Regions from separate parts of the Mus musculus genome. Here all the other regions are linked to region 2. The links are chromatin contacts, called in public Hi-C and HiChIP or PLAC-seq maps. All regions are on one chromosome and are shown on one strand. Each heading gives the region's core, a stretch centred on a gene start, on an enhancer-like site or on the middle of the called end of the contact. The rest is flanking DNA. Distances are from core to core; before and after follow the strand shown.

What was found. A called contact is a pair of places that touch in the nucleus more often than the background predicts. HiChIP or PLAC-seq counts read pairs in DNA pulled down with a chosen protein or histone mark.
Region 1: a Hi-C map of CD8 T cells shows a contact between it and region 2, with 3 times the contacts expected there. The contact joins two enhancer-like sites. A contact is called at or near these places in 1 of 39 promoter capture datasets (the C10 cell line), 1 of 15 datasets of contacts at CTCF or cohesin (pro-B cells), 16 of 484 Hi-C or Micro-C datasets (B cells, the C10 cell line, CD4 T cells and 8 more) and 1 of 115 datasets of contacts at active chromatin or transcription factors (double positive thymocytes).
Region 3: a contact with region 2 is called in a Hi-C map of double positive thymocytes, with 3 times the contacts expected there. The contact joins two enhancer-like sites.
Region 4: an H3K27ac HiChIP or PLAC-seq map of double positive thymocytes shows a contact between it and region 2, with 4 times the contacts expected there. The contact joins two enhancer-like sites.
Region 5: a contact with region 2 is called in a Hi-C map of pre-B cells, with 2.2 times the contacts expected there. The contact joins two enhancer-like sites. A contact is called at or near these places in 2 of 484 Hi-C or Micro-C datasets (the C10 cell line and pre-B cells) and 2 of 115 datasets of contacts at active chromatin or transcription factors (large pre-B cells and memory CD8 T cells).
Region 6: an H3K27ac HiChIP or PLAC-seq map of double positive thymocytes shows a contact between it and region 2, with 4 times the contacts expected there. The contact joins two enhancer-like sites. A contact is called at or near these places in 1 of 484 Hi-C or Micro-C datasets (DN3 thymocytes) and 1 of 115 datasets of contacts at active chromatin or transcription factors (double positive thymocytes).

The regions. Positions count from the first base shown.
Region 1 is chr17:52,180,832-52,185,508 of GRCm38.p6, forward strand. No RefSeq gene overlaps it. Among named protein-coding and RNA genes, the nearest start is that of Gm19585, 34 kb to the left of the region's middle. Within about 2 kb of position 2,095, at least 20 of the 459 cell types and tissues checked have an H3K27ac peak or open chromatin away from gene starts, as enhancers often do. A contact at or near this core is called in B cells, CD8 T cells, double positive thymocytes and 1 more, where this site is marked.
Region 2 is chr17:51,902,396-51,906,475 of GRCm38.p6, forward strand. Gm20098 (predicted gene, 20098) reads left to right here. Exons shown (of 3, transcript NR_045095.1): 2 at 3,096-3,485. Among named protein-coding and RNA genes, the nearest start is that of Gm20098, 22 kb to the left of the region's middle. Within about 2 kb of position 1,771, at least 50 of the 459 cell types and tissues checked have an H3K27ac peak or open chromatin away from gene starts, as enhancers often do. A contact at or near this core is called in B cells, CD8 T cells, double positive thymocytes and 3 more, where this site is marked.
Region 3 is chr17:52,215,760-52,219,942 of GRCm38.p6, forward strand. No RefSeq gene overlaps it. Among named protein-coding and RNA genes, the nearest start is that of Gm19585, 69 kb to the left of the region's middle. Within about 2 kb of position 1,897, at least 9 of the 459 cell types and tissues checked have an H3K27ac peak or open chromatin away from gene starts, as enhancers often do. A contact at or near this core is called in double positive thymocytes, where this site is marked.
Region 4 is chr17:52,246,304-52,251,003 of GRCm38.p6, forward strand. No RefSeq gene overlaps it. Among named protein-coding and RNA genes, the nearest start is that of Gm41600, 56 kb to the right of the region's middle. Within about 2 kb of position 3,083, at least 13 of the 459 cell types and tissues checked have an H3K27ac peak or open chromatin away from gene starts, as enhancers often do. A contact at or near this core is called in double positive thymocytes, where this site is marked.
Region 5 is chr17:51,406,508-51,410,892 of GRCm38.p6, forward strand. No RefSeq gene overlaps it. Among named protein-coding and RNA genes, the nearest start is that of C330011F03Rik, 40 kb to the right of the region's middle. Within about 2 kb of position 1,989, at least 90 of the 459 cell types and tissues checked have an H3K27ac peak or open chromatin away from gene starts, as enhancers often do. A contact at or near this core is called in memory CD8 T cells and pre-B cells, where this site is marked.
Region 6 is chr17:52,276,261-52,280,654 of GRCm38.p6, forward strand. No RefSeq gene overlaps it. Among named protein-coding and RNA genes, the nearest start is that of Gm41600, 26 kb to the right of the region's middle. Within about 2 kb of position 2,396, at least 14 of the 459 cell types and tissues checked have an H3K27ac peak or open chromatin away from gene starts, as enhancers often do. A contact at or near this core is called in double positive thymocytes, where this site is marked.

The DNA.
Region 1 (4,677 bases), core at 845-3,344, 280 kb after region 2:
TCAGAGAAGTCTCTGTGTATCATGGACAATATTTGGTACAGAAACTCACAACTGGTCAGAGTGCACAGAAAAATGGCTGTAGAGGACTCAGCCAGGAAGGAGACATGTATATCAGCTTCCTCCCCACAAGGCTTAAGAAGCATCACAGAAGAGGAGAAGAAAAGATTGTGGGAGGCAGAGTTCAGAGACTACCAAAGCCAAACAGTGTATTCTTGATATGAAAAGACCACTGCATTTATGAAGTCACAACTTGTAATTGCCTGTACAAGATCTATGTAAGATCAATCCTGTCAACCTCCAGTATAGTCTATCCATAACTGAAGAGCTATGAACAGTTGATTGTGTCTTGGGAAGAGAAATTCAGTTTTCATTAAGGATGATAGTCCCTAGCAGGTCAACCATGCTCCAGTGAATGACCCCACAACTAGGAATATATGAGGGATACAAATTGGACTTGAAGGGCTATTTAAGCAAACACACACACACACACACACACACACACACACACACACACACACTCACACGCACACGCACATGCACACACAGTTGGAGGTGAGATAGTGAGGTGGGTCAATTTGGAATGAGTTGGTGGAAGAGTAGGTCATGGATATGATCAAAATATATTGTATGGAATTCTCAAAGACTTACTGAAATGTTTGTAACATTAAATAAAATCATTACTCAAGGAAATCAAATGAGGAAAGGAAACCAGGGATTTGTTTGGAGTTATTTTGCCTTTGTAGCTATGTGAAAGTCTCAGAGATTGCTTGTCAAGAAAGTCTTTTGGAGGGCTTTCCATGGTGCAATATTTAATATTTAGAATTAAAGCCTGGGGAAGGAAATATTATTGTTGAGTAGGAAAAATAAATTTAAAGTTGAAATTGTCCTTAAATGCACCATTTACTTTTTGAGAATCCATGCCACCTAGTACTTCACAGCTCAACCTCTTCTGTGAGTATGTTGGAGGTAACCTTCCTGAAGGAAGAGGCCATATGTTATGCCCATTGTGATGTTTAGGGTTTAGATTTGTTCCCATGGTCCTTCAGTTTTCTTTAGGATGCATCTCTCAGCAGGTGTGCCCACTGAGGAGTCTGAAAAACGATCTGACTTTGAACAGCTGCTTGCTTGACTAGAGCCAAGTTTTCTTGATTTATTCTGAGTCTGCTCCATTCTTGGGCTGCTAGTCTCTACTATGCCCAATCCACACACCCCTTGCCTCTCTCATATGTGATTCCTTTTTGAAATTCAAATGTAGGAGACTCACTCAGTTATATTGTTCTCATGATCTGTTTTACAATCTTGTCTCTCAGTCTTTTTGGTTAGTCCTTAAAGCCACACTTGGGCATTATCCCTCTCTACAAGCCTACTTCAGACAAAGTTAATTATTCCTCCATCTGAGGGACATTATCACCTCATTCATATTTGTTGTGCTTTTTGGAGGAGACTGCCTCATTGTTAAATATCCATTTGCCAACATACAAGATATCATGATATTCCATTGTTTCTATTACTTAGTTGAGGAGCTGCCATGGGGTAGAGATCTTGGGCAAGTGCAAAATTGAATGGCTGAGTAAACGAAAGCAAAGTTATCTGGTTCTTGAGGGATTGAACACAAAGCTTAGATCCTCTGGTTACCTTATTACCATAGACATTTAAAATATTCAATACACTTTGCTTCCAGGCCTATAAAAATTTCTGTTTGTCATCTCCCACAGAGTTGACTCTTGGGCTATGACTAATTACATGTGAATATTAGTAGATAGAAAAAAATCAAATTTTTAATTGGATGGATTCCAATCATAGCCACAAATATTTTACAACCATAGACTAAGTGTATTTATGTGAATGTGATACGTAAATTTGTATGAACCTATATATGCTATAATTTAGTATAAGTAAACCATCAAATACACTCAAGTTCTTCCTTCGAAGGAGTCACTTGAATGCAAACTCAACTCTAACCAGGAAACCAAAAGCATTTAGAGGGCAGTGCTTAGTCAGCCTGGACCAACTTGTTCTACCTGTTAGGGACAGAGTCCTGATGAAGTCCCCATGTTCAGGGAGTTGTTTCTGGAGTAGCAAGAAGCATTCTGTGTCTCCCCCTGCTGGTTGATGGAATGACTAAAGGGAGCAACCCCTTAGGACTCCTCACGGTCATGACCTTACAGCCTGTGCCATCTGGTCATTGGCTTCTGTGAACTTTTAATGAGGAAAGTTGATGTCGAGTTCACATCAGGTTATTTCCTCTCATCCCCAGCTTGCAAACTCTGCTTAATTAGCATTCTGCATTTCTTAACAATTCTAACTTCACATCCCACTGAAATAAAGCATTAGGAAACCCTCTCCTTGCATATTTTAATTCCAGGCTATCACTACATTTTGATTAGATTAAAATTGTTTTTAAAAGCCTGTGTTTGAAAATAATCTGCAGGGTTACCGCAAAGGATATTGCTTCCTCTAGTCAACCAGCCACCAAGAGACACGAAGAAAGAAAAGTATAACGCCAAGTAAGGTGATTCCACAAGATATTTGGAAGAGGAAAGAATTATCTACAATTTGTTTGTATTATCTCATTAACTGTACTTGGTAATTATATATCAAAAGAATTTGAAAAAGGTTTTTGTTGTGAGTATTTTAGTTTACAAAGAAGGCATTGCATAATAAATGGCTTACAAAGCAGAAAAGGTTCTCACCAAATGGTGACAGTTAAAATTAGAAACCAAAGTGGTACCATTATCAGCTATGAAGTGAAGACATCAGAGCAGAGAGTAGAAAGACAGAGAGACAGAGAGAGAGAGAGAGAGAGAGAGAGAGGGAGGGAGAGGGAGAGGGAGAAAGAGAGACAGAGACAGAGACAGAGACAGAGAGAGGCTGAAAGACAGGAAATGAGACAGAGATAGAGGAGGATCTCCATAAGCTAAATGTGCTCAGTCCTAAGTAATAAATGCTTCCATCAGAGGCTTTAGAGAAGAAGGTGGACAGTTTAGACTCATTCTGTGCCATTCTAATTGCTGAACTGGGAAGATAGCACATGAGACAAACACAGAGATGTAGGTGAGTTGGGAGATGACCAAGGTGAGAGAAAACTGGACTGGATTAGTAACAGTAAAAGCACTAAGATGTGATTGTAGATATTTGAAAACATGGTGTACATTTGCTTGTTGATTACATGCATGGTAGAAAGAAGGAGAAAAACCAAGTCCATGTACAGGATGTGGCACCTTAGCAAACACTTGGGTAGAGAGAGCTGGGAGGGGCAGAATTAATTTTAAATTTAAATATAGTATTTTGATTAATTCTTTCAAAGATTTATGCATGCACATAATATATTTTAATCAGCCCTACCCCTGACCACTCTCCTCCCCCTAACTTCATTCTTCTGTTTTTTGCTGTTATTATTTGTCATAAGCCTCAGAATACAGTTCATGCTGCCTGTATTTGCACAGATATGGGACCACCCACTGGAATGTGGTATTGACTGACCAGCATCTATAGCCTAGAAGAAAATTGACTCTTGACTCCTAGCAACTATCACCTGTTAATATCTCCACAGCAGAGGCTGGGGACTCATATCCTCTGACCTACCCCTATCTTGGGATGCTGCCTAGCTTGATCTTGTGCAGATCTTGCTGAGGTGACCACAGCTTCTGTGAGCTCATGAGTACAATGGTCTTATCATGTCCAGAAGACACTGTTTTGATCTAGTTTTCTCCAAAAAAACCCTGGCTCTTAGGATATTTCTTATTTCTCTTTGAAAACTGTGCCTGAGCCTTGCTGGAGAAGTGTGATATTGATGTCCAATTTGTAGCCGAGGACTTCATATATGCTTCCTCTCTGTAAGGAGCAGTTGTGAGTTCTGAGCTGACTGCTCTCCACTGCAGAAGAGTGGTAGGCTTTTGTAAGTGGGCAGTAGTTTGCCCAAGGCTCCATTTTCCACCTAAAAGTCAAGATAGCTTTTCCAGTCAATGAAGTGCTGCAAAGTGCTGTGGGTGTCACGAATCTAGTTATAGATAACATGAATGGCCCAGAACTTGTTGTCAGACTCTCCAAATGAAACCTTAAGGAAACACGTGAGTGCCAGGACCAAAGTGAGGGACACTGCAGCTTTCCAAGGTCAGAGAGAGAGAAGTTGAAGCATAAGGAAAATCTATCAAAGGAGACATAAAGCATATGATTAGTGAGACAAGGAAAAGCAGGGAGAACATAAAGGAAATGTACGTTTGAAGAGAGAGCTGGGTAGCGTGATGAATACCTACACTTCTAGCAAATGGAAGGCTGAGGCAGGAAAGTCTCAAGGTTGAGATCAGTCAGTGCTGACTGCATAGCAAGGGCAGATGTACAAGGGCTAGTTGATCAGGTAGGCAAAGGAAGAGATGTGGGCATTGGATTTGACACATGGATGTCATTTGTACTTTTGATAAGAACTTTGTATCAGGTACTAGAACCAACTCTGACTAGGGCAAGTTTAAAGAACACATGAGGCTCGGCGTGGTGGCACACACCTTTAATCTCAGCACTCGGGAGGCAGAGGCAGGCAGATTTCCGAGTTCGAGGCCAGCCTGGTCTACAAAGTGAGTTCCAGGACAGCCAGGGCTACACAGAGAAACCCTGTCTCGAAAACACACACACACACACACACACACACACACACACACACACACACACATACACACGCAA
Region 2 (4,080 bases), core at 521-3,020:
CAAATTTACACACACACACACACACACACACACACACTCAAACATACACATTCACACACATATACTCACACACTCACTTATTCACACACACTGGCATACATATACTCACATATAAATTCACACAGATATACATTTTGCCTATAAGTGCAGCATAGTCTCTAGAGTATCATGTTTTTCATAGTTAGTGATTTATATATTGCATACATACCAGAGTATATGCATACTCGTGGAAGTCAGAGGACAACTTATGGAATCAGTTTTCCTTTTCACCACATAGATTTCCTGTATGAAACTGTCGTTTTTAAAGGCTCTTCTAAGTCCTTTATCTCTTTGCTGTGTGTCTAAACTGTGTTTTTATTCTCTGGACCTGCAGGAACCCCAGTGTGAATGGCCACTAACACTCTGCTTCACTTCTTTGGTCCCCATATGTGATATATTCAGAAAGATTGTGTTCTCTTCCCCTGAAGATCTTAAAAAGACAGTCAAGAAACTTGCTTATTCTGGTCAGAATTTTCCTGGTTCAAAGCCATGATTTCTGTGTCTTTATTAAGAAAGAATGCCCAGCAATAGATCACCAATACTCGAGGAACACAGTGGTATTTTTGTCTCATTTTGCTTTACTTGGACTTTTTTTTTTGTCTTATCAGTCTTTTGTTTGCTTATTTTAATTTCTATTTTGTGAGGATTTTTTTTGTACATGTGAATTTCTTTTGGTTTTGTTTGCTTATTTTAAAAGGAGAAAGAGATAAGGAATGCAAAGTTGGGAGGGGAGAAATTGAGGGAGGGGGAAACACCATCAAAATATATCATATGAAAAATGTTTTAATTAAAAAAAGTTTTCAGCTGTGGTGGTGCAGGGTGGTAGGATTTGCTGAATGCAATAGGATCAGGAGTTCAAGGCCAGCCTGGAATATGTGATTTTTTAGCCAGGTGGTGATGGTATGCCTTATTAATCCCAGCACTCAGCAGGCAGAGGTAGGTGGATCTCTGTGAGTTTGAGGCCAGCCTGATCTACACAGTGAGTTCCAGGACAGTCAGGGGTAAATAGTGAGACCCTGTCTCAAAGTTCTCACCCTCCAAAAAATATTAGAAAGAAAGAGAGAAAGAAAGAAAGAAAGAAAGAAAGAAAGAGAGAGAGAGAGAGAAAGAGAGAGAAAGAGAGAAAGAGAGAAAGAAAGAAAGAAAGAAAGAAAGAGAAGAGAGAGAGAAAGAAAGGAAGAAAGGAACAAAGAAAGAAGGAAAGAAAGAAAAGAAGGAAAAGAAAACCTTGCTTTGACCCAAGAATCAAGTGACTTTCACAAAATAGTTTGGAGATTGGGACAGAAATGAGATGACCTGGGACATGTTCAGGTCTCTTCCAGAGGGACAGAACTAGCTTGAGCTCATCTTTTGAAAACCAAATAGGCATTCCTATTTTCAAGTAATTGTGAAGATGCCTGGAGTAAGACTCTAGTTCTAGAAAATTCGTTATAGTTACACTAAACTGTGGCTCATGAACCATGAGCAGGTTTCACAGGAGCCTTGCAGAACAACTTTTCTTTTCAGAGGCTACATGCCTTGTGAGGCTCAGATGGTGGTATGCTGGGAATTCCAAGATGATGTCATGGGTACCCAAAACACGTAGTGAGGCAGGCATGATGCCATCTGTGCTTTCTGGGTGTCATTTCTGACAAGGAATCTGAGCTTTCTGGAAGGAAGGATGCACATCAGGGTACACAGAGACTCATGCTATAGTGACTTCCGCTCTGTAGCACATGCACAGCTTCCTGTTTTGGTCTGATAGTTTTCCCCTGGGCTTTCAGAGACGCAAAATTACCCACACAGAGATAGGTTGCCCATGAAGAGAGCATATGTCTTATTTTTGGAAGCTTTCTTTAACAGTATCTTTGTTATTTTGTTTTATAAACCCTGTTTCCTCTTGTATTTTATATCATATCTTGACAGTAATTTCACCCAACCTTGAGGACTCCTCTTTCTCCCTCTTAAGGCTTTTATTTCTTGGCATTTTTCCCCCCATCATCTGTAGGAAATGTTCTTGTTACTGTTTTATTTATTTATAATATTAATGGCCTTATTCAGGTCTTACCATACATGTTTTTATTTCATTGGGTCAACCATTTGAAACTACTTGAGAATGTCTCAAGTGAGGTAACCAAAGATGCCTTCAACATACTCTCTGCTTCCAAGTTGTGTAGAGTTCGGGTGGGAAACTATGTGTGTAAAAACAGTAGTAAAAATAAAAGATGATTTCTCCTACGGGGGGAAGGAAGGAGGGTCACACAGATTTGCCATGTGCTTCGTGGCCACTGTGTTCATTGGTGAAGGGCCTGTGTAAACATTTTGTTCAGGCTTTCCCCATTGGATTTGATTGTTTAATTATAGACATTTTTTCATATAGCCTCTGTGTGTGTGTGTGTGTGTGTGTGTGTGTGTGTGTGTGTGTGTGTGTGAGTGTGCATGTGGAGGTCAGAGGACAACCTCAGTGATGGTTCTGCTCTTTGACTGGCTGGCCTGTGAACATCTAGAATTCCTCCAGTCTCTGATTCCTGTTTCCTGATGGATGAACAGGCACACAACTGAGTCTTCCTCTTAGGTAGGCTTTAGAGGTCTGAACTCAGTTCCTCATGCTGGCCTGCCTTCTCTTTTACCCACTAAGTCACCTCCTCATACTCTGCCTTTTGTTTTCTCTTCTTTTTCCTTTGTTGACACAGGGTCTTACTATGTAACTCTCACTGGATAGAGCAGGCTGACGTCAAAGTCACAGATACCTGCCTGCCCCTGATGCCTGAGTGCTAAGGTTAAAAATGTGTACCACCGTACCTGGTTTCTTTTTGTTTGTTTTGTGTTTTTGATATCTAATGCTTTCTGAGCCTTGTTGTAAAGTTACTGAGATACACTCCTGTGTTTTCTCCAATGTCTACGTTTACATATATCAAAAAAAAATACAAATTAAAACCAATGTGTTATTAATATATACTTGCTAGAATGATAGAGTTATAACATATTGTGAGTGAAAATATGAAATGAGAAAGCATGATGAGATTTATTCTGGTATGCATGCGCCTCACCCAAGTCTTTGGTATTTATACTTTTAGATCTTATCCAGAAGGAATGAAAACATCTATTAAGAAAACTTGTACATGTCTATAGCATCCTCGTCATGGGCTGGGATGCCCATGAATAGAAAGTGGACACACATTCGGTTACCTGTATAGTGGAATCTAACCTGCGCTGGAGAACTACCCTCAAAGTACAGGGTTAAAAAGACTTTCCACAAGGGAGTCTTCTACATGTTTTCTTTTGTACCAGCTTCTAGAGTTGACAGAAACTTACCCACGATGAAGCAAACTGCAGGCATCTGCAGTGGTCTTCACATTCAGCTGGTGGCCCCCACTCATATGCTGTCATCTCAATTCCCTGTGACAACACTTGATGGAGACCAGCCACTAGAGAATAGTCAAGAGGACAGAGATCTCCTCTTTGAGGTCAGTGCCCTTTATTTCAGAGATCTGCCCTCCTCCTCCCACTGTGAGGACACAGTACGAAGGTGAGCATTTGGATCACTATGTCTGCTGCCACTTGGATCTTGGACTTATCAGACTCAAGAATCGTGAGGAGTAGGTATCTTTGTCACACGACTTGTGGATTCTGTTACAGCAGCCCTATGCTGACTGCAATGAGGAACACTGACTGGATAAGCACTTGGAAGTGTTCTTTACCCTGACAAGTTTGTGAGTTACTGAGGGAGTCTATTGCTCAACACTCAGTGAAGGTACATTTGCGATTCATACACTGCATTACATGTAAATAATATCTCCATAGAAACCATGAGTACAGTCTTAGGTGGCAGGTTTTGGCAACTAATTGGATAGGACTATGTTACATTGTTTAAGTGTGCAGTTTGTATAAAGTGTCCTAAAGTCACAGCGGGAAGATGTCTTAGCTGTGATAATTTGGGGAGTGACATACCCTTCTTGGACTCAAGGTTTCCCTTCCCAGAACTGAAGCAGTATTTTCTATCAGTTGATGCTCTAGGAAGGTGTGCAGGAGGCTTATGACAAGGGCTGACACAATGTGTTG
Region 3 (4,183 bases), core at 647-3,146, 310 kb after region 2:
CTAAAGGGAATTGCAACCCTATAGGTGGAACAACAATATGAACTAAGCAGTACCCCGGAGCTCTTGTCTCTAGCTGCATATGTATGAAAAGATGGCCTAGTCGGCCATCACTGCAAAGAGAGGCCCATTGGACTTGCAAACTTTATATGCCCCAGTACAGGGGAACTCCAGGGCCAAAAAGGGGGAGTGGGTGGGTAGGGGAGTGGGGGTGGGTGGGTATGGGGGACTTTTGGTATAGCATTGGAAATGTAAATGAGCTAAATACCTAATAAAAAGTGGAAAAAACAAACAAACAAACAAACAAAAAAACAAAGAAGTATGTGCCCTGAGATGCCAACAGAGCCAAGAATGACAGATGTTGAAAGAGAGGTGCTTGAAAGAGGTAGCATGAAAATAGACATTTGTCTTTGTTGGTCACCTGTTATCGTGAGTAAAACCTCTGACAAAACATCAGAGGAGAAACAACTCCTCTGTTAATATCCATCATGAGAGGAAATCAAGGCAGTGTGAACTTGAAGTGGCTGGTCACATCCCTAGGCTAGAGTGGAGCGAAAATGAATGCACACATGCTTATGTTCATCTTGCTTTCTTCACTATTACACAGTCCTAGATCTCAGCAGGTGAATGGCATCACTCACAGAGGGATGCTCTTTCCACCTTAATTATGTAATCAAGCTCTGCTCCCGTCCTGACATGTCGAATGGCCAACCTAATCTATATAAGCCTTCCTCGAGACTCCCATCTTAGGTGACTTTAGTTTGTGTAAAGTTGACAGTTAAAACTAATCATCATGCCATAAAAAGGTAAAACTGTTGAAAAGGCCAGCAAGGTAGCCCAGATATAAATTTTCACCTATTTGATTTCTGAGACTATTATTGCAACTCTGCTCCAAAGTTTCTCAGCTAGCTAATGGTGCCCTGATTAATAACTCTACTGGGAATGAATAGAAATCCCTGTTTAAAAACAGAGACATACACAAGACACATTTCCCTGAATCATCTGGAGCAGAAGTTACTATTATTAGAGCTCCAGAAACACCATTCTACAACCAATGTTTCATCTTGTGATGCTCATAAAAATCTTCCTGACCTCAGAGTTCAAGGTGATGGTTTTGCCTGTCAGGTATTCAGGGATCAAATATTCTGTCACAGATATCCCTCCTATGAAGATACTGAAGAAATGAAAACATGGGCTTATTTAAGGTTGATTAAATAACATTATGCATCTATAAGAGGCAGAATTTCCCCACCTTACCTCCTCAAAGATACCCATGTGCCAAGCTTGAGAACTTGTGGCAAGGTGACTAAGCAAATGTGAGGAAGAGAAAGACCTCAGAGATAGGGCTATCCCGTGTCATGTGTGGGATCCAAAGCAATCAAAATGCTTTGAGAGCAGAAGGGGAAGGCAGTCAAAGTGAGAGACTTGTCTCACCACTGACTAGGGTAACAGGGAAAGAGGCTACAAGAGAGGCACGTAAGAACAGAGCCTTCACAGAGTCCAAAGAAAGGAACACAGCCCTGACAGTGCTTTGATTTTAGCTTGGAGAAACCTGTGACAACCTACAACCTTAAAGAACTACAAGTTAATGATTTAGGATTGGCAAACCATTATACGAGGCAGGGTTCTCTAGAGGAACGGACTGAAAGAATGTTCAGGTACTATAAGAGACTCTTTTAGATTGGCTTACAACTCTAGGGGCTGGTAGTCCAGCAATGACTATCAGCACACTGGAGAGACTGAAGACCTGAGAGTTGCTTCCATGAAGCTGGGCACCTCTGTACTTCCAAGCTGGTGCTGGGGTCTGGGGTTCACATGGAGGGTTCAGCACTTCCTGGAAAGGACCATGAAGACAGTTAGCAGTCATTGGAGGGTGAAAGCAGCAGCTACAGTTGAGCAAGTTCAGTAAGAAAGAGGGCAGGCAGGAAACACTTGCTGCTTTCCCAGTCTCTAGAGCAGTGGTTCTCAGGGTCATGTATCTGCTATTTACATTATAAGTCATAACAGTAACAAAATTACAGTTATGAAGTAGCAACAAAGTAGTTTTATGGTTGAAGGCCACCACAGCATGTGGAACTGTATTGAAGGAGGTTGAGAACTGCTGCTCTAGAAGAACATATCCCCATGTTCTACACTGGTTCTGATCCATGATTTGCTTGAGGCTCCTCGGACACTGCAGGTATTAGGGGCTGGTAATGGAGCCACCCACATGAATATTTTAATATTTTTAGATCCACAAGAAATGGGATTCTGGCATGCATTTGGGCATGGCAGAGTGGATGTTGGAAAGTAGTGACTTGGACAAAGAAGATAATGAGGAAATGCAAGGAACACATTCAGCCATTTAGCTCACCTCTCCCAGGTTCCTGGTCTGATTTTCTGGAGCAGTAGTGTCCAGCAGAATCCCAAAGGAAAGTACATACGAGATTTTAATTTTTAAAAAATCATTTTACATGTATACATATCTTGCCTGCATGCATAGTGTATAGTGTTCTCTCTCCCCCCCTCTCCCTCTCTCTCTCATGTGTGCATGTGTGTGTGTGTGTGTGTGTGTGTGTGTGTGTGTGCCTGAAGAGCCCAGAAAGAGGGGTTAGATATTCTGAATTGGAAATTACAGATGGTTTTGGGCCATCGGGTGGGTGCTAGGAATGGAACCTAAGACTCTATAAAAATAGCCAGTGCTCTTAACTGTGAGACATCTCTCCTGCTCTACACATGGAATTTTGAATGTTAAACAATCAATGTAAAACATCAAGAAAGGTGCAAAATCCACTTTAACAATTTACTTGCCCTAATGTATCTATCACATTATGATTTGAACAGTCAATGTAAAATGTCTGGAGTATGTCATGTAAGTTTTCCCACTGAATCTTTGAAATCTGGTGAGCCATCTGATGCTTAAGGCACACTTCAACTTGAACTAGACATCTTCTACCTCATATGAGCCCAGAGTGGCTGCCGTGGTACACTTCATGGCACTAGGGTTGGGCTCAACATGACTTAATCGAGTTGGGAAAAGTTATTTTGAAGGAGAAAGTTGGAATATTTGCAGCGTTTGGAGTGTTGCTACAGATGCCAGGTGATACAGGCATTCCAAGTGGGACAAGCGATAAGTCTTCCCAGGTTTATTTGATCTCAGAGGCAGAATCTGGCAGGGCTAGTGGAGATGGTGGTTTTGAGAAGAACACCATAGCTGCCACATACCCAGTGTCTGCCCTCAGATGGACAAAGGCAGCATGCTTCACTGGGGGTTCAGGGTGGGAAAAATGGACTGAGAACTTTCGTTCAGTGCACAGATATTTTGTCCCCCACTTTTACTGGTAGTTTCCATTATAGAAGAGCCTTACATTGGCTTCTAAATCATTATCTTTTGAAGAAACTAATTTTAGTAGATAGAGACATACCAGCAGACTAAGAAGATTTAATCATTTTCTTATCATAAAAGGTAGCAGGTAGCCAGTCAAAGGAGTGTTTATTGATTTTTCCCCACATATCTGATGTATGTACATATTTATGTATGTATGTATGTATGTATGTATGTATGTATGTATGTATATATGTGTATCATAGGTTACCTTTGGAAGTTAGAGGACAACTTTTAGGGCTTGTTTCTTGCCTTCCATCATGTATGTTTTGGGGTTTGAACTTAGCTCCTTAGGTCATCAAGTCCTTTTACCTGCCAAACCATCTCTCCATTCTTTCAAAGGAATATTTTCAGAATTTTTCAATGTTTTGCTGTATAGCACAGCACCAAGCACATAGTCGGAAAGATTTGTCTCATTTTATTTAAAAAAAAAAGTTACTGTTAAAAACAGCTGAACAGCTTTTACTGTGCTGGAATGATGGAATGTCATCAGGACCATCAAGTGCCATGGGAAAACACACCAAAACAGCGACATAAAACCCAACTGAGTCTATGGTATGTTTTCTATTCATAGCCATAGCGAGCGCTGACAAGCGTTTAGAGTTTACCACAGCCCAAGTCAAACCTTCAAAGGATACAACCACAAAGGCTGTGAACTCTTCAACCACTGAGCTAATGGACAAGATATATTTTTAATTACTGTTGGCATTTTGCTTGTGCTTAATCCATTACATAGGAGCCAGGACCAGGTCTCTTCCTTCTAGTTTCTGACTTCATCTGCTGCTGGAGCGCAATGTGGCCAGCATCATTAGGTGCAAGGCC
Region 4 (4,700 bases), core at 1,833-4,332, 350 kb after region 2:
AGTCTCAGCACTATTTGATGTAAATATTTTATTTTCCCTTTTGAGTTGTCAGCATCCCCTCAGGAACCCATGGCCTTGCTTAGGGAATGGGGCAGGGGGGCTGCATAGAGGATTTATTGATACATTGAGCTGTCATTGTTCCATCAGAAACTAATGGGCATTCATAGAAGTGTCACATAGAAAGTTGTTATGTATGATTATTCATGGGGAAATATGAACAAATATCTACCCACTTCAGATAGGGAACCAACAACACACCAAAGTATGGATACCAACTATGTCCAACTAGGTGAACCAAAGAATTTTATCAGTGTTACTTACAGATTTGTGGAGTATCCATGAGCAAACACTATTTAGACTTGGGTTCAAGCCAATAGAAAATCTTTATTAGCCAGTCAGTAACTATCCAAATGCAGTCCCAAGTCTTTCTTAGGGTGAGTTTTTTAAGTACCGCAACCATATCCTGGGCTGAAACACCTCAGTTAGCAAGAAAAGCTAGCCAGAAGTGGAATTCTAGAGACCAAAAGGCAAGGTTAGTACATTTAGGGACATTCTCAGAACCATACACTTTGATAAATTATGCCTTTGCTCTTGGTTTGGCAGGTGTTGCTGTCTACATGCTGAGTTTCAAGGTTTGACTAATACTTCCATCATAGCGTCAGTTTTGCTAAGGTCTAGGGGCCGGACATAACAGAAATATGGGTGAAGGGTTACTTATAGAAACACAGAGATTTACAGACAGCTGTTTTACTGAAAGCTCACCCCAGCATGAGTGGCAGCTCATGAAAGCTGGAAAGTTGTATTGGACTACACAACCTGCAGACAGCTTAGCAGGTTGGAATGTGTCCTTAATATGTGGCTCAGTTGGTCCGAGTCTCTTCCAGACAGATCCCCTGGTCTTTTTTTATTCCAGGCAGTTCTGGTGGTCTCTGCCTTTTCAGGCTGGTCCTCTGCTGTCTTGAGCCTCATCTGGGCAGCTCATCTTGTCTGGGAGTGTTTCTCAGCAGGTTTTGTATAGTCTTGGGAAGCAGAGAGGGCCTAGTAAACACTGTCAGTTTTAAGGACTTCCTGAAGCCAGTTTGAGTTGTTTACTTCCTGAGTTTAAGGAGCTCTCTTGAAGGCTGGAATGGTTCACCTCCCCATCACAGTTCACTTCCCTATTATCATCCTGTTTTTAAATATCTTGTTGTCTAAGTGAGGTAGAAGATAATAGTCTTGGTGGAAACTAATACACAAACAGAGGCTATGAAGTAAGACTCCCCAGGAGGCTTTGCCTAGGAGGGCTACGAAGGATTGCCTAGGAAGACTGCATACAAGCCTTGCCCACAATGACTACTTAGGAGAGTTACAGAGGAGGGTTGCATAGGAGGGTTGCATAGGAGGTTGCATAGGAGGGTTGCATAGGAGGTTGCATAGGAGGTTTGCATAGGAGGGTTTGTTTCTGGGTTTTAGTTCTGTTTCATTATTTGGGTCGATTTAGATTTCTACTGACATGGTTTCGGTGAAATGCAGGAATTTTATTCCTGTACAGCTCCATTCCTCTTCTCATTCCTGTGCTCATTGCTGTGAATACTATATCACCAGACACTGCAAGCCAATGCATTTTTATAATTATGTTTTTAGAAAGCTTAGAAGAAGAAAGGAGAGCGAGTCTATATATGAAAAATGTTACATAAAGCTTCTCATTTAGCTCTCCTTGTCAGTTCATTTTTGTCTGCAGCTCCTGACTGACGGTGTGTACTCATCTCTACTGATGCTCTTCATTTGTGAAATGTGTGTGAGTTAGGAGTGAGGTCACTGGTCTTTATCCTTTAGAGCTTTTGGGTTTCTTTCCTTTTACTCATTGCTTTAATACTTTTTTTATTTATTTGTTTGGTTTGTGTATATATGTGTGTGTTTGTGTGTGAGTGTGTCTATGGGTGAAAATATGTGGGTCTGCCTGCAGTGGTGTGCATAAAGATATCAGAGGAAAAAGATTTTTTTTTCTAACATGTCGGTCCTGGGGATTGAACTCACTTATCAGGTTTTTCTTGAGAGAAGGTCTTATTGCATCTCTCAAGCTTCCCTGGAATTTATTATATATGTGAGACTTCTTTAAACTAATGGTCTTCCTGCCTCTGCTTTTCAAGTGCTAGGATCCTAAAGTCATGCACTCTTTAGTATTTCATGTAAAATGGGCTAGATAGAATTTTTTTTTTCTTTCAGGGTTTGTTTATCATAGAAGGTAGCCATGTTCATAGGTGTGTTTGAAAGGCCATTTTGTAGTGTTGGTCTTAATGATCAACAGTTTCAATTATTTTTTTGGCATCCACTGATTCAGATGGAAGGTCAACTGTCCATCTTTGGGTTTAAATTTCACCCACTCTTTTTCTCCAGCTCTGTTCAAGGGAGTCTTCTTATGTAAAGACAAAAAGCCACAGCAGGAGAGAGTCCATCCTTTCCTTGAAACTGTATTTTAAGCTGCTAACCTTTTGAAAGACTGCTGTCTCCTGTCCCTGGAGGAAGCAAAAAATTAATGTCCTTGGAGCGATAAGGGCCCCACCCTTGAGCACTAGGAAAGAGATGACCAAGTATTTCCAGCAATCAAAAATAGACATAACAGCTGTGGTTAGCTTGCAACAACCGGAAAGGACTGGTCCCAATAATAGGATGAGTTATTCCTTCCCAGGTCAAAGATGCCCTTTTCCAGATGTATGGTCTCTCCTTTTTGTCTGAACAAACGTTATCAGTTTGAAGGTTAAGGTTCCTTTACCCCTTTACCCAGTCATGTAACTCCAAGGCTTGAAAGCCCTAGCGTGTGCATTTTTCCCTATATAAGTCCTAAGTTCCTAGACCTGAGCATTGCATTCCAACCCTGTTGCACAAGGAGGGTTGTGGCCTGAGTCCAAACTCAAATAAAAAGACTCTTGTATGCTTGCATCAATTAGAGTTGTGGTCTCTGGTGATCTCACAGAGATCTCACCAACTGGGCATAACACTTATTTTTGTCTTCATAGGTTTACATATGGTGTGCATAGATGTGAAGCCCTTTGTTGTGTCTGTTTGTGGCTTCTTTAACTTTGTGAGTGTGCAGATGAACTCTTTTTTAAATGGATTTTGGGCAGTTTCAGTCTTTTAAGTTTTAGTTTCATTTTTACTCTCTCCTATCCTAGTAGCACCTGCTGTGTTAGTATATGCTATAGTGATCATAATTCCCATAGGAGATACCCATTTTTTTAGGCTCTTCATCCTCTGTGTTCCTCCGATTGAGCCATTCTGTTGATCTGATTTGAGGCACTCTAATGTCTTTTGCTGCCAACTCTGCTCTACAACGGAGCTGCTGTGTGACTCTTTACTAAGATTACTTTTACGATTATTTTAACTATTACCACTACATTCTACCATTTTCTATTGGGAAATTATTTCTATTTCTTTATGGGTTGACATTTATATGTTGACATTTCATTAAAGTATAATCAGACAAATCTGTCCTTTGTTCTCTTAGCGTAGTTTCCTTTAGTTCTTTGAGTATGGTTATCATGGCTACTTTGGTATTTTCATATATTAAATGTAACACACAAACCATTTGATTTAACTTCTTATGTATGTATATGTGTATGTATGTATGTATATATGTGTGTGCATCTGTGTGTGTGTGAAAAGAAGATACATACACACATATGTGACACTTGCTAGATTTTTTTTTTGTATTCATCTTTTCAGTGAAAAGTAGACATTATAGATAGCATAGACATTCTAGCTCCTGGTTCTCCTGATCTCAACATTACGATTGTGTTTGCCTGACCTTTAGTTCTGTTGTTAAGCAACAGAGGAATGGAATCTATGAGGTCTCTCCCAGCCACAGAATGTAGCCTAAGAATTGTTTCTTACAAGGTCACCCCAATCCTTATCATTCTGCCACCTGCAGAGATGACAGCGCTTCAACCTAGGCTCTCCTGCATCATCATCTCTTTCTGATTTCTCTGCTAGGCTTCTTACTTGATGGCTTGCATCATATCCTAGTTGTCTGCTATTACCCAATGATTGTCAGCCTTGGCACTGTTGTGTGTAATAAGGCCCCTGGTCATACCTTACCCCTTTGTCTTGCTGATTAACTTGGGGGTTATTTTAAAAGATCATTTTCTATGGCCTGTCTGAGAGGGTTGCTGAGACACTCAGAACTTCTGCTATCGTGTTCCATGCTTACTTCTCAGTGGTTTAATGTTTTACTTGCTGTTAGCATGCATGAGTTCATGCACGAGTGTGAATGGAGGTGCCCATATTCCAGTGAAAGCCATCAGATCTCCCGAAGCAGGAGTTACAGGCAGTTGTGACTTATCCAGTGTGGGTCTGAGGATCAAACCAGATCGACAAGAGCAGTACACATTCTTATCTGCTGAGCCAACTCTCCAGCTCCATTCTTTTCCTTAAAAAAAAAACAAAAAACAAAAAACTATAAACATCTTAGCAGATACCTCAAAGATAGCTAATAGTGAAAATTAGATTCGATATTTAATGAAAATTACTTCTTTAGTAGCTACTCAATAAAATAAATTTCTTTCTATTTCCTCCCTACCCTTGAGACATAGACTCATGTGACCAACATCAGAAATCTATCACTCTCCCTATTCCTTTGGTGAATGCTGACGTCGATTTTCAGGAATTCAGTAGTTATAGAGGATTTTTCTGACTGTGGCAAGGGGTTACTTCCTGAAATATTT
Region 5 (4,385 bases), core at 739-3,238, 500 kb before region 2:
GGGTGATGTCTGACAAAGCTTGGACAGACAGTAGGAATTCGGTGATATCATGGGGATGTATGTAGCAGTTCTATGGAGGTGTACCATATGGGTTAGCAGTTCTATGGAGGTGTACCATATGGGTTAGCATGGTGTGGCAAGGGTTGAATGAGGCTGAGAGATGGAAAAGGATCTTCAGAGACCAAGAGTTAGTTGATTTGTTAGAGGAGAATACTCATTGAGAGGGGACACTTAAATGAGCAAGAAGACGAGCATTTTAGGGGCAGAGCCAATGATACCTTGACTTGTTTAAACATAAACTCTATATTTGATTGACAGACTTTCCTGCTCCAGGTACAGATGAACTGCTATTTAGTTTTCTTTTAAAGGTTCTCTTACACTTATATACTTGCACTTGCATGGACTGGTCTACACACCACACACACACACACACACACACACACACACACACACTCAACACAAAATAAGATGAAACGGTTGTGGTAAATCACACTCAACTCAAAGATTTGCTTCCCATACTGCAGAAATGTAGAAGTCCAACGTTAAGAGTAATAAAAATTTATGAAGTGACAAGTTGGACACGGGTGGGTTTATCTGAGGGTTCAGGGGTCTTATTTTAAGGCCAGAGCCCCCAGGTGCTCTTCTTCCTCTTTGCAAGTGACAGTTGTGGTTGCGCAAGGACTTGGGCTGTCCCTGGTGAACTGTTAACCAGGCTGGAACAAGCAGCCACATGTGCCTGTGGATTTCCTCTCAGCTCTACTGAGGAGGCAGCAGATGGTGTTGGGGGGAGCATGGTGGCTGTTGGCTGGGCCAGCTTTTGAGTAGTGCTAATTCTGACTTCCGCCCTCCATCTTCCACACATTGTTTTTGATTTCTGTCTGATAATTCTCCTTTGGACACACATTTTGTCTGGGGGAAGGGGTTGGACAAGATGGGTCTCTAGAACTGGACGTCATCCTACTTTTCAATGACTCCTAATCGGGAGGATGCTTTTATACTTGGTCTTTGGGGAGCATCAGAGGCCACTTACTTTTCCCCATTTGTACTGATAAAAGCTCACTGGTGACACAATGAATTAGACAGCCATGTTTAACCTCTTTAGGGTCACTGCCAATCTGAGAAGGTCTTTAAACTGCTTTTCCTCTTGATAGAACACCATACTACATTGATTCTGACATTGATTGCACCCTGGACAAAGTCACAATGACTTCTTATAGCTCAAGGATAAAGTCTCTATTCCATTCTGCCTTCCCCAGTCTGGACTTTTCTTCTTAGCCATGTATCCCATTTTCTGCACCAACAAGACGGGTGAACTCACTGTCTCAATGCCCATAAATCCCATCCATGGTGTGCCCTGTACAGAGCTCTGAATGCTGGTCACACATGTTTATTTTCCTCTCTGAACTCACTAGTGGGAGCTGGTGGGAGCTAACCCACCCCAACCTTCTAGTGATCCCTTCCAACCTCTTTTAGCAAATCCTTGAACACCTTATCACCATCACCATGTCCTCATCTGGGCCTATCTCTCAAGCTTTGATAATTTAAGTTCTCCTCCCTCAAGGAAGACTATAAGCTCCTAGAAGGCAAAGATATCTGACCCATACCACAGTGCTCTGCAGGTCAATAAACAACTAAAGTGTATTATGAAGAACCCAACTAGTATAGAAGGAATTATAATTTTTCTTAAAGATGACCTTGAAGATCTCACACTTGAAAATTCCAATAACACCAGCAATCTGTGTACTTGAAATCGATAAACTTAGTCATGAGTAGACTTTTGTACCAGCCTGGTTTGGAACACACAGTCAGTGTTCCAAACGCACGGTGGGAGGAACCTCTCCAAGGGTCGCAGAAACGGGGCTGTGTTCCTATCGCTGCTGTAAACTAGCTCTGGTGTTGCCCATGAGTGAAGCTGTACTCTTGGAAGCTCTGATCTCTCATCTGTGTGAAGCAGAGTATACTCAGCCTAGATAACAGAAAGACAGGATGAGGCTGGGCCATAATGGTGTGTGGCTCATGCTGTTGTCTAAGTTTAAACCTTGATGCCTGTTTCCTGTTTTCTCTCCATGACACTGCCCCTCCCCCTCCTATTCCCCTCCCCCTCTCCCTTCCGTTTCCCTTTCACTTTAAGTGTCAGCAAGACTGATAGCGATCTCCCTTTCTTTTCATTTCTTCTCTTGTTCTAACCACACTTCAGTGTGTCCTCTTTAGATAAACATTTCTCCTGCCACAGGTGCAAAATGTACACACAAGCTTCAGTTTGTAGCACTTCCAGGATTTTTCACTAAAAATGGAGGTGCGGTGGGGTGGTGGGGTGGTGGGGGGACTCTTTGACCCATGAATACATTTTCTTGTAATTAAACAGTGTGTCTCCACTAAAGAGTGCCAAGCTTTTCATAAGCATGGCTCCACTCATCTCTCATCTCCTGTCAGCTATTAGGGCTTTAGGGTGTGGCTGAGAAGATGTCCATTGAGCCAACCCATGGGACGACTGGGAAATTGAGACTTGGAGCACTCAGCAATTTGTCCTAGGGGTTTGACTGTGCCTTGTAGAGTTGGGGAGTGAAACGTGGGGCATGAGTTTCTGGCCCCTTCTCTAACTGCAAGCAGGGAAACAAGTCTGTGCAGGGTCTCAGGAAGAGAACCGATCCCAGTACAGGCACGAAAGGGTGCTGCCTGAGGATTAGGGAGTGATGAGTGAGGCTGGCCTTAGGATCTGACTGGAGACAGGCGAAGGAAAGAGGATTTCTCTGATTGAAGACCTTTCTAGACAAAGAAAAGGGAAAGCTTCCATTCTTCAAGACAAAAAGAGGTTTAAAAATACATATACAGGCCACTTTTAACTGTGTGGTGGTGTCCAGTGCTAACTACCAAGCTGCATTTATATGCTTCCGATATCCCAGCATCTCTCTGAGGTCTAGTTAGAAATGGATTTATCAGGAAGCTAATAGAGCTTAAGTACCTACCTGTACCCCTTAAAACTCTGGAACGCCTTGGTAATCGGCTCACATGGTATCGCTTGCAGATTGTGAAAGTAGGGATTTCTCGTTTTTTCTTGCTTTTGTCAAGAAAGTAAAATACATTAGACTTTTGTTGTTCATTTGATACATAACTTTAAAGGTACTTAGTGTGTGGGCAATATGCATTCTTGTTTCAGATGCTAATAAATGAGCTGTATTTCATTTCAACTTGTATTTTTTTAAGAGCACTCCCCATCTTGTTCCAAACATTTAGAAATTAATCCCTAGAATCAGCATTTCCCAAAAATACCAAGTTGTTTCTCCTGGCAAGGACACATGTAGGGCCTCTGGCTGGCATCGTGAGGTACAGGTAGAGGGCCGTTGTGTGAGTGTTCTGTCTTCCTTGCTGTCTCTCTCTCTCTCTCTCTCTGTGTGTGTGTGTGTGTCTGTCTCTGTCTCTCTCTCTGTCTCTGTCTCTCTCTCTGTCTCTGTCTCTGTCTCTCTCTCTCTGTCTCTGTCTGTCTCTGTCTCTCTCTCTCTCTGTCTCTCTCTCTCTCTCTCTCTCTCTCTCTCTCTCTCTCTCTCTCTCTGTGTCCTGCTGCCCTCCTCTGGGTTTCTTTTCTTCTCCCCCACCTCAAAGCCTGCAAGTCTGAACCACAGGCATCCGCTAACAGCATCACAAGGCTCTTGCTGGGAGACCTCCTCAGGATGGGTCAAGGTCAAGGTCAAGATTCCTTCTGAGTGTCGCGGCTTGGTAAAGCAGAGTAGAATATTTGGGGATATTATTTGTATCAGACTAAATCTGTTTAGGAAAGAGGTTTCAAACAACAACAACAACAATGGGGACTAGGTATTGACAGATATAATTCAGAAAGTTTTGAGTTTTGGTCAGTGGTACCAAGCTAATTGCTAGGTGGTTCCAGTTCTGGTAAGAACCTGATCTTGAAGCCTGTTAATCATTCAGGTTCCTTGGTAAGGCCAGGGAGATTTTAAACTGAAGATGCCCAGAGAGTGGACCAGGAAACACCTGGTCCTGTAGTGAGTGAGTGGTTAATAGAACCTCGGGGAAGAACTCCTTCTGATGCTCAGAAGGATGGCACAACTTCCAGTTAAAGGCCTGGAGGTTAAAAAGATGGAAGTGGAGTCTTTTTGAGGCAGCAGGCCTTGTGGTTAAGACCATTATACCAATGTTGTTTGGGTTTGATTCCCAGCAACTCCAGGTAACCTAGGGCAAGAAGCCTACCCTCTCTTGGCGTGGTTTTCTCCTCTATAAAATGAGGATGATATTAAATTTTCATAGAGTTTTTTCCTCATGAGTTAGTCTATATAATACACTTAGTATATCATGCCATATGCTATTATTATTCTTTCAATAAGATGAAACTTGCTCATAGTGAACTTTCCCTAGAAATACTAATAATACTA
Region 6 (4,394 bases), core at 1,146-3,645, 370 kb after region 2:
TATTATAGCAGTTGTTAATGCATTAGTGTACTTAACGTATAAATTAAACTCTCTCATAGGTTTATATGTATAGGAAAAATAATTTTATGTAATTGTATATGTAGGGGATAGTGCCAGTCATCTATTGGATAAATCTTGTGGTGTGTTCTTGAGGAAGTCTTAAGATTCTCTATCCCAATCTCTACATTGTCATTATTCTTTTTTCTTTCTTTTTTTTAGTTTACTGGAAGCTGTCTTGCCAAAAAGCTTGTGTTGACCTCCTAATCTTCCTGATTCTGCCTCCTTATTGCTATGCATACAGGATCTACCTGCATGAGTGGGCCACAAAAATAACTATTGAACATCCATCTCTGGTGTGATTTCTCAGAAGGCTGCTCTGATGTTTCCAGGATTTGCTTCATCCTTTGAGTATTGCTGAGCACACAGCACTTCCATACCACTCTCCTATGATATTTGTCTTTCCACTTATTGTTGAACCCTTCCAGAGGAGAAAGGACTTGACCTTCATGTATTTATGATTTATTTCTTAGTCTCAAAAACCAATCTCACCTACAGTAAGAGTCTTTAGGGTAAATAAATAAAAACAGTGAAAAGCTAGCAGTGTACCAGGGTCAGATAACCCAGTGGGAGGGCGAGAAACCTGAGTTTAAGAACCATGGGAAGAAGCATCATGCAAGACATATGTTCTTGACGATTTCTTTCATAATCTTATTTAAAAAACAGTTTGGACACAGAAGAGGATGCTCACAGTCAGCTATTGGATGGATCACAGGGCCCCCAATGGAGAAGCTACAGAAAATACCCAAGGAACTAATGGGATCTGCAACCCTCTAGGTGGAACAACATTATGAACTAACCAGTACCCCGGAGCTCTTGACTCTAGCTGCATATGTATCAAAAGATGGCCTAGTCGGCCATCACTGGAAAGAGAGGCCTATTGGACTTGCAAACTTTATATGCCCCAGTACAGGGGAATGCCAGGGCCAAAAAGGGGGAGTGGGGGAGGTAGGGTAGTGGGGGGATAGGGTAGTGGGGGGGAGGGTATGGAGGACTTTTGGGATAGCATTGGAAATGTAAATGAGGAAAATACCTAATAAAAATATAAAAAAAACAGTTTGGAGAAAACATCGAAGCTATTGGGATTCTTTGATTTGTCTCAATGAGTTTAGATGTCCTGTGCATTGTTTTCAATTGTATAGGTAGGTCCATCATATTTCCTAAAAATATAAACTCATTCCTGAAATCCCCTTTAACTTGTATCCATCAACAGTTTGACTCATCCAAAGTGTTAAACAACTACTGTTGGCCAGACTTTATGTTAAGCAATGACTATTTCAAGAAAAGTTACTGTTTAACTTCAGTCTCTATGGGTTTCTATATAAAAGTTCCCTTTGTTACTTGAACTTTTTCAGGTTCTCGGTACTAGGTACTCCACCAGGGACAGACTGTAGAAACAATGGCACTCAAATGTAGCTCACCAAACCATTGAGTTTGATTGGGGCTAGTTACAGGAATGGGGCTGAGAAGAGAAGACAGAACTGTGTCCCAAACTGTTGACTGTGTGACTCCCACAAGGAAAGGGGCCTCATTCCTGAGCTCTCATGGAGTGTCTTGTGTGCTTAGCTTGGGCTTCTTCCTTTTTGTGACCCAATCTTGTGCTGAGCTCTGATTCTGAGACAGGATTGGTTACTTCAAGCCTAGAGTACAGAGATACTCAAGTAAGCTTGGTTTTTTTTTTTTTTTTTCCTTTGTGTTAGCCACTTTCATATCACTGTGAGCAAAACATCTGACAAAAATAACTCAAAAGAGGAATCATTTATTTTGGCTCAATTCTGGCCCCCGGATTCCTGAAAGTTTCCATGTGTAGTGAGTTGGCTCCATGTCCGTTAGTAAAACATCCTGGCACTGATATGTGTAATTACACTGTTCACACTGAGGTGAACTAGGAACCACACAGATGAGGACTGGAACTTGTGTTCTATCCCTAGTGACTTACTTCACCAGCAAGACACCACTCCTGGAGATTCCACTGCATCTTGATATGGTAGGATGGGCATTTAAAATGGGTATTTCAGATTTAAACCACACTGGTCCCAGTCCCTAAAGGATGGGCTGTAAATCCTAACACATGCAGGTGCTGATTTTTTTTTTAAATTATTATTCGTTTCTTGACCATTTCAACCTCTCCATATATTTGGGAATATATCTGTTTAATAAAAGTTCTCAGTAGCTCAGTTTGGCTGTCTGGTGATATTTATAGCAGCAGACCCAAACTTGTCTAAACTTTTTGTTTTTAATTGTGCTTCCAAGAAGCACAATCATGGATCATGGTTGTTAAGGCACAAAGCTGCGCTGTACAGATAGCAGTGGAAGGGGCTTGTTTCCTTTGGTGCCTCCAGCGATGAGAGGAAGAGGGAGATAGCGATCTATGACCATGGTGTTCTTCAGCTAGCATGTGAAGAATGTTAACACTTTTGTCAATGTCAGTTGATTAATGGACCAACCCCTTTTGGTTGATATACTTAAAAATGTGCAGGTGTTGCGGTGTGGGAATGTGCTTTGTTTTGGGTTGGGAGAGAAGCAGCTCAGAGGAGGATTTGTTTTGGTTTTTTTTTTTTTTTTCAACTGCATACCTGAAGGTATGTGAAAAAAAATTAAAAAATAAAAAGGAACCAAACCATGTGCCTTTATGATGAGATCAGTTTCGTCAGAGTCTTTTACAGAGGGTGACCATCTCCTGGTTGTTATAGCTGGGGACAGTAGGCCTAAACCACAGTGGGCACCTCTTTAAAATGAAGCCCTCTCCCACCAGTGTTCAGGATAATGCACACACTCTAATGTGGACAAGCAAAGGAAAGAATGCAACTTTTTCTTTCTAGTAAAAGCTGGTAGTTGGGCTGGTGAGATGGCTCAGTGGATAAAGACATTTATTGTCTAGTCTGATGACCAACTGTACTCATTGGATTTGTTAATCTTAATGTACTGAAAACAATGGCAGTTCCAATTCAAGGATATCCCCATACTGTTTCCATCACTAGTGCCATGCCTATCAAACCAAATGGAGGGTGGTGGTCATGAATCAACTGAGAAACATGGCCAGCTGGGCTGAGGTCTTATGTATTATTGATTCATTTCCTCTTCTTTCTCTTCCTTTGTGATTTCCTCTTGCCTTTTCATGTTGGCTGCATACATTCCTGTTGAATAAGTGCCAATAATATGGTAAAACTCACTCAAAGGAAAGCGTGTCTTCCAGACACAATAGAATTGTCATATGTGTATGACACACACATAAATATGAAAACACAGAGATTGTGGCAGCATGCACACGGTCTGCACAGGTTTCAGCCAGATGGAGTCCCACTGCTGAGTAGGGAAGGGGATACTGACTCCCATTCATAACCAAGGAGATATTCCACTGACGTCTATTTGCAAAGGAAAACTTACTTTTTTTCCAATAGAGTCTCACTGTAGATATTAACCACACTTAAGAGTGGGTGCTATGTCCAGCATCTGATGAGCAACACAAAAGAAACTCAATGGTAGAGGGTTTTTGTTGTTGTTGTTGTTTTTGTTTGATTGTTTGTTTTGGTTTTTTTTTGTCTCATATTTTTTGATTTGGACAAGTCTCACTAATCTTTTTTTTTTTTTTAAATGTTATGGCTTCCAGTTTTGTGTTTCTATATCTTTTGTTGTGTGTGTTTCTTGTGTGTTGTTTTTTCCATTTTTACTATTCTAGTTTGGTTTTTATTTTACTTTCTGCTTTTTTAAAGAGTGAGAGAAAGGAAGGGCATTGAGTTGGATGGGTGGGGAAATTGGAAGGATCTGAGAGACGTTGGGGGAGGGGAAACTGTGGCCAGAATATATTGTCTGACTAGCTCCTTTGACGAAATGATGTTGCAGCTCTCTTGTCAGAGTCATTAGGTCAAAGGCTTGTAGTTAGGACAAGTGACATACTTTTTTTTTTTAATAAAGGAGGAAGAATCATAACTGCAGTACATAGTAGGTGTGATATATATGTGTGTTCACTTGTGTGTGTGGGGGGCACATGCATGTGTGAATACTTGGGCATGAGTTGTATATGTATGTGTGCCTGCATGTAAATGTAAGTGTGTGGTGCCTAAAATCATACAGATTTTTTTAGTAGGATACCACACATCAACAACTCATTTTTAGAATGATGTTGACACTATTCTATCTTTCCCAGAAAATTAAGGTTTTTTAATCTGATACACTTGGCAGCATGGTGAACTCTGCTTGCCAATAGTAACATCGAGGTATTCAAGGTCTTATAGCTAGTGAGTGCAAAGCCAAAAACTCTAAAAGAAGTCCGTCTTTCTTGAAAGATACCCTCATAATAACCACACTCTGCATACCCTAAGTTGGTCAGCAACCCC